Linked DNA regions of Mus musculus: region 2 is linked to region 1. The links are chromatin contacts, called in public Hi-C maps. All regions are on one chromosome and are shown on one strand. The core of a region is the stretch at or near the end of the contact, and the rest is flanking DNA. Distances in the headings are between cores, read along the strand shown.

Evidence for each region. Hi-C and Micro-C count contacts between places; a contact is called where the count stands out from the background.
Region 2: a Hi-C map of liver shows a contact between it and region 1, with 6 times the contacts expected there. A contact is called at or near these places in 5 of 484 Hi-C or Micro-C datasets (liver and uterus) and 1 of 130 datasets of targeted methods (extraembryonic endoderm stem cells).

Annotation. Positions count from the first base shown.
Region 1 is chr19:17,553,990-17,557,694 of GRCm38.p6, forward strand. The region is part of intron 20 of Pcsk5 (proprotein convertase subtilisin/kexin type 5); the gene reads right to left. It overlaps Gm41813 (a long non-coding RNA gene), which reads left to right. Exons shown (of 3, transcript XR_877744.2): 3 at 854-901. Among named protein-coding and RNA genes, the nearest start is that of Gm41812, 19 kb to the right of the region's middle.
Region 2 is chr19:18,566,743-18,570,114 of GRCm38.p6, forward strand. No RefSeq gene overlaps it. Among named protein-coding and RNA genes, the nearest start is that of Ostf1, 63 kb to the right of the region's middle.

The sequences.
Region 1 (3,705 bases), core at 167-2,666:
TAAATACTGTCACATTATAGCTAAGTCTTTTGTATGTATTAGCCCATTAGAAGGTCAGTCTGGAGAAGGTAGGAACCCCAGAGGCTAGTGTATGGCAAAGCAAGTTTGTATTTATTTGGGTTTATAAGTAAAAAACAAAAACAAACAAACAAACAAACAAACAAAAAAACCAAAAAGGCAAGTTCAAAGGGTCAGTGAACTTTGCATCCTTTTTTGGGAAAGGATTTCTGCTCACATTACAATGTGTGTCGTTTGAAGTTAATGTGCTTTGGCACTCTTAAAAAAGAAAGCAGTATGAGGGACACGTGTGAAGTGGTGGCTTGAGTCCTGGCCACACCTTCTACTAGCAGTAATTCTTGTGTCAGAAATTTCATGTCTGTGCCCAATTAAATAAAACCATGTTAATCTTAAAACATTACATACTTAAAGTATGTAGGGGGTGGGTCCGATGCTAAGGTTCTGTTCCCCAATTGGTTCTTGATCTACCCCTAAAGATGCCAGGGGCCAATTGTGGGGTGGAAGGAAAGAGACAGGACTTCAGGGTCCCTGGAAAGGAGGGGAGGAGATGAAGAGGAGGAAGGAAAAATTTCACCATGCTTTAGAGGGACAAAAGGTAACCAACCATATAAGATCTTGGGCAAGTGGCCATAGGCCACTTTTCCAGGTGGGAGGTTAGGGTGTTGAACTGGGACTAAAGGTAACTGAGTAATTAAAGTTGAGAGTAGATTTAGAGTGCTGAGCTAAGGTATTAGGAAGGGTACATTAGCTGCGGAAAATTAGTAGTGCCCAGCAATTGAGCCAAGAATGTAGGTTGAAATTGAGCAATGTATGTGTCTGTGTTTTACATCCACAGATCTGAGGGGGGCTGGTAGCACAGCCTGTTCCTGGAGCAAAAGCTATACGCTACAAAGGTATATAAGAATATTGACAAAAGTTCAAGGATCTTACAATATGGACCTCAGAAAGTATGTCTGGAATTTTCTAGAAATATCTTCTGTTGCTCAGAAAACAAAACAATAGCTATGTCCAAACAATGGCCACCTGGAAGAAAGCCTGTTAAGCAAATCCCTCAATAATAACCTAACTAAGGCCAGGCGTGGGGTTCATGCCTACTAACCCAGCACATGGGAAGCAACGGCTGGAAGAATGTTGAGTTTAAGGCCAGTTTAAGCCATAGTGTGAAAGTCTGTCTCAGAAATGAAACCAACCAACCCAAGGGAAACCCAGCCAAATCACCCTCTGAAGAGCCTCCTGGCGGTAGAGGACAGGATCCTGTGCCACCACTCACGCTCTGGCCTGCTACGTAACTGCCTCTTTGCTGCCAAAGAACTGAATCTGGCTGGATCATCACCGCTAGTGATGACGAGAAGACACGGTTATGTGGATTAGAGTCTGCTGCTTGGTGCCAAGGAGCTCCAATGAGCCACAGTGAAATTCAGTTCATCTTGGCTGTGCCCAGCTGAATATGTCAAAGGCTCTAAAGTGCTCTGTGGAGAACTTTGGACTTTACGGTCTGGCAACAAGAGCATCTGGAAATGGATGTTAACCAGAGAAGAGAAGCAGGGTTGTACTTTCTGTGTCATGTACATATTCTGAGTTTAGAGCTGAGAGCCCAGCTTAGGGTAGGCAAGGTCAAGCTACAGCTGGCCTTGGTTTCCCCCTGCCATTTTGTATTAGAGAATGGAAGGAGATAGGATCCAACTTGCCAGGACAGTTTAAGATTGCCTTGTGTGGTGGACTGAATGTGCTTGGCACAGCGTGTGGCCTTGTTAGAATAGGTGTGACCTTGTTGGACAAAGGACATCATTGTCTGTTTGTAGGGGGTGCTTTAAGACCCTCCTTCTAGCTGCTTGGAAGCCAATCTTCTTCCAGCTGCCTCCAGATGAAGACTTAGAACTCACAGCTTCTCCGGAACCATGCCTGCCTGGATGCTGCCATGCTCCTGCCTTGATGATAATGGACTGAGTCTCTGAACCCGTAAACCAGCTCCAATTAAATGTTGTCCAAGAGTTGCCTTGGTCATGGTGTCTGTTCACAGCAGTACAATTCTAACTAAGACACCTTTTGGCTCGCACAGTGCTTTCTGCTGGAATTCTGTGTGAGGCTGGATGATGATGCAAACACAGTGAAAAACATGTCTTTCCATGTCAGCATCTCAGGAGTCATTCTACTAGGGTATATGGGTGGGAAGGGTGCGCAGGGGTTGTGTATTTCCATACTCAAGTATGCTGACAGTGTTGATCAGCCAATAAAGAAATTTCAATTTAGTAGTCACAGAGCCAATCAGCTCCCTTCATTACCAAGTTCATGGCTTGCAACTTCTTGATAAGCCTGAGAAGGCCACTGCTGAGGCAAGGGCTTCTCCTGGGGTGCCACTTGAGAACTTTGCAAATTTGACTAGGAAGAGATGAAGGCCTAGCACCAAATGTAAAGTTGTAGTCATTTCTTGACTACACCATTGTAAGTTGAACTACTGCCCTTTGTAGCAATGAACTAATTAGATTAAAACCATGAAAGTACCTCCCTGACCTGAACCTCGAATGTGTGGCAAACTTACATGGGAAGAGGGTCTAGGACTTAGACAGACTCCTTCATAGGCAAACAGATAGGGAGAGGGACCATGATAGGTAGCACAGATAGTTAACTTCCACAATGACTGGCTTCTTCGCCATCCTCTGAACCTCAAACAAGAGTCTTGCAGCTAAAACAAAGGTCTTAGGGGCTTTTTCTTTTTTTTAGGTAGGGCCCCTGTGATGAATTGGCTCAACAGTTCAAGGTTAGATGAAAACAAGTTGGTCAGTCTGCCATCTTGCCTTTCTTCAAATTGATCAGCCCTAAATTAGAGAAGACCCGCCAAGGACTTTAACAGTTCCAGCCCCCAGGGCAAAGCTGATGTCTTCAGCTTTTCACATCTGCTCTCTGCTTTGCAGGTGGTCCTTTTTCTCTGTGCTTGCTATATGCGTGTTTCCTCACCCTCAATAAAAGCCACTCCTAAATTACTGATTCTATATCCTCCTGTTTACTGTGGTTGAAATTTATCAAGCTGTTACCTATCCTGCTCAACACTTTCCCTGCCTTTTGATTCTTTAACTGGCAGAGAAAACAAATCCTATCAGGATCCCTGAACCTGACCAAGACCCCTAGACAGTCATAGACCAATTGTATTTCTATCTGCTCCAGGAACTCACCCCTGACCAGTTCAGCCTAAACTTAACTAAATGAACACCTACAAGACTTGTAACTCATGGCCCTCTGTCAGTTTCTGAACCTCATTATTGTGATTATCAGTTTGCTGCCTCAGTTGGTTTGGAGTTAGATGCTCCAACTTCCTGATGGGTAAACAGTATAACACACATATCCTTGCTCTGGAGTCCTTCTTAGACTCAGTAGAGGTTATACGTACATTAGGATATATGTGTTACATTCTTATGGTGTGTGCTGCACTCTGGTCACTAAAATTAATTCCCTTTGTCTTTATATCAGTACTGTATGATAGCAGAAGTTTTCTCTTAAATCTTCTGTATTCTCTGATGGTTTAATCTGGCTGGAACTCACCTGGCTGCTTTGGCTGATTTCTCTCTCATTTCTCTGCCTAGTAGCAAGTAATGAAATACCATCGTAAGCAGGGTCCACAAGAATACATACCCATTGCTCAGTTTAGCTCATTTCCCATTCAGTGCTATGCCTCAGAGATTTCTGTTGGAC
Region 2 (3,372 bases), core at 704-3,203, 1.0 Mb after region 1:
CTTTGAACTCAAGAGGTCTGCTTGCCTCTCTCTCCTGGGATTAAAGGTGTGTACCACCATGCTTGGACCTAAGGTTAGCTGGTTGGGCTCTTGCCCCAAAGTCAGCCCTCTCTTAATTTGTTTATCTCCTTGAACATAGGATTCAGCTTCATTTCACTTCCTGGTGCCCCTTTATTACCATACATTTTATATTTTCCTTTCTCAGTGTGCTCCTTTTCATTAAAACACTCTTCATAAAAGTGAACCTTAATAACCACACAACAGAATTTGTACCAGGCTGTTTTGGGACTTCCTTTATCAGTGCAATTAATCTAAATCATTTCTCCTTAGCCTCAGGCAGACTATTCTAACAATGACAAAAATCAGCCATGTTCTTCAGCAAAATATCACAGAAACAGTCTCTAGGCCACATACCTAGGCAGTATCCAGGCAGATGTGGGACTGGAAAAGCTGAGAGTTCTATGTTTTCATTCAAAGGCAGCCAGGACTGGCTTCCAGGCTGCTAGGAAGATTCACCTGTTGTGTTGCTCCCACCCTCTATCTGGCAAAGGCTTAACCAATGTTTAGTCTACACTCACCTGAATAGCCATAATTACAGAGAACCTCAAGGGCTAAAATAGAGTCATCTGATACTTGCTAACTCAAGTCAGTATACTCATCTGAAAAAGTCTCAGTTATCCACAAACCTTGGTAAGGGCAGAACCGTGCCTTCCCTGTAACCCAGTCATATTTTAAAATCCCAACTATCAATACATATTTGGAAACAGAACCTTGAAAAAAATGATTAATTTAAGTAGAAGCCATTGTGGTGAGGCCAAGTACAGTTTACTGCTTTCCTCAAAAGAAAGAGAAAGGTGGTTAAGGGGCCGTGGGTAAGAGAAAGAGGGAAGTGGGTAAGAACCCGTGTCCCATCAGAGTTCTGGTGCTCTCGGCGGTGGACGCAGGGGTGGCACTCCACCCAGGGAGGAAGACAGGAGAGGGCAGGGGGAGAGGGGGGGCGCTGGATGGTTCCCACTCAGGCGAGAGTCCTTAGTCCAGTCCATGGCTGCAGCGTAGGAAGGCCTTCTGGCGGGCACTTATACGCAGCTCGTTAGGAGAAAGCCTATCCCATTGTTCAAGCATGGTGGGCCTTCATGATCAGAGCTAGTCTATGGTTTTAGAGCTTTTTTGTAGAAAGGCAGGGGAAAAGAGAGAAGGTAGAAAGAGAGAGAGAGACCGGGCATGGCCACATGGAGAGAGGGGAGAAGGGAAAGAGAAAGAGAGCTAGAGAATAAGAAAGGTGAAAGCTTAAAGAGAGAGAGAGGTGGGGCCAAGCAGTCTCTCTTATAGTAGGCTGGGCTATCTTCCTGTTGTTAGGTAACTGTGGGGAGGAGTCTAGCCAGAATGCCACAAGCTTGGGACATTGTCTACGTGACAGATAACCACGCGCCTCTCCTGTGGGGGCTGTGGGGACAGTAACTTTGACAGGAGCCAGGGGTCCAGGAGACTTGATTGAATGCCTTCTGTCCCATGTAGGTGGAAATTACCACCCACCAATCCCACCGGGGGTTCAAGACCTATGCTCAACTGGAGACCAGGCTCTCTGTGCATAGCCCATTGCCCCACAGGTGGTCATGCAGAAGAATAACTGGAGTACACATTCACAGAGAAGAGACATGTGCTAGCATACTGGGACCGCAGCCACTGCCAGTCTGAAGAGCAAACAATGTGGCCTCATTTTCACAGCCTCTGAGCTATGAAAAATCATGCCCCAGAAAACTAGGCAAACCTTCAGTGTAATGTCTCATTGTTATGCCTTGCTTTTTCCCACCATTAAATTCCACCCACCAAATAGAAGGCAGCTGTGACCAAAAAACGGGGCTGGTGTATTGGCTTCCTGGAGCATGGGACTCACACTCATGAGAACGATGACATGTCTCAACTAAGGTCACTAGGGGAGGGTGCTAAGGGGCATGGAGGTTTGCCAAAGTGTGGATTTCGGGCAAAAGGAAAGGGGCAAGGTCTATGTAGAGACATCAGAATTGTATGAGAAGGAGGAAAGCCGGACAGTCGAGAATCGTATCTCTAAGTGGTAAGAGTCCTTTGCAATTACTAGAAAGCATTTGAGCATTTGTCTTGAACTAAAGGTAAATAAGCTGGTGCTAAAAGCTTATGCTGCAAATGCAGATCCTTTGGGCTTAGGCAGTCTTGACAGCCAGGATGGCTTCTGGGGGCAGTTGTGCAACTTGTGGCTTCTGTTTCATTTCTTACCTCTTAAAACGTCTCTGTGCGTTACTCAAGTGATCTGAGTGGCTATCAGAGACCAGTAACCATTCCATTAATACAGGGAAAGGGGGGACAGCTTACACGCTGGGTATCTCCAAAATGTCTCAGTGGTTTATAAAACTCTGTGATCTGAAGATTAAAAACAGGCAATCTGACTTCTGAAAGACTCATGACCTTTGGCAAGTTTGTATTTTTGTGTAAACTGAAACTCAAATAGTACAATTGATTTGCAGCTTAGCTCAAAAGTTTGATGTGAGCTACAATCAAAGCTTGACTCAGTTCCCATCACCCTGGCTAGCTAGTCATTTGGGCAAATTAACACCTTTGGGTCAAGTTCATTACCATCAAAATGACATAATAGCACATCACTCCTAGGGTTATTGTGAGAATTAAGTAGCATGGGAAATGTAGTTATGTGACACACATAACAGATATCAAATAACCATAAGAGTTGGTGGCTTAAATATGGCAATTTTATTTCACTCACGGTTTTGCAGATCAAGATTACAGTAAAAGATTGCCTGAGTATTCACACCACTTCAAGTATCAGCTAAGGTGATTTCTCAAGGGTTGAAGGATCTGAATCCAAGATGGCTCCCTTCTGGACTTAGGACATGCTTGTCCTAGCTGTCAGAGGGAGATGACCAACAGCTTTCAGCTACAGGCTGGTGTCCTCCCCAGGGGGCTACTCTGGTTCCCTGCCTACTAGGTTCCAAGAGACCTGAGCAGAAGCTGGCTGACTTCATATAACATAGCCCTAGTTCCCAGAGGCCCACATCATTGCTGTCTACCAGTGAAGCATGTCCCGAAAGTCATCAGAGACTCAAGAGAGTAAGAATTAATCTCTACTTTTCCCAAGTGAAATGGTAATTTGGGCCTGTCTAAAATCCAGCCCCACTTCTGAAGTGTTTACTACACTAGCCACCATTCTCTGAACTATTGCGACCACTGGCTCTTACCAGAAAGAAGACAGAAGAACACCAGGCAGTTTTGTGTCTTAAATTGGCATCAGAGAATCAAAGAAAATAAGAGGTAGAGATTGGAAAGGACCATAGTTTAACTGTTCTCTAGACACAACAGAACAACTGTACTCATGAACTCAGGTCA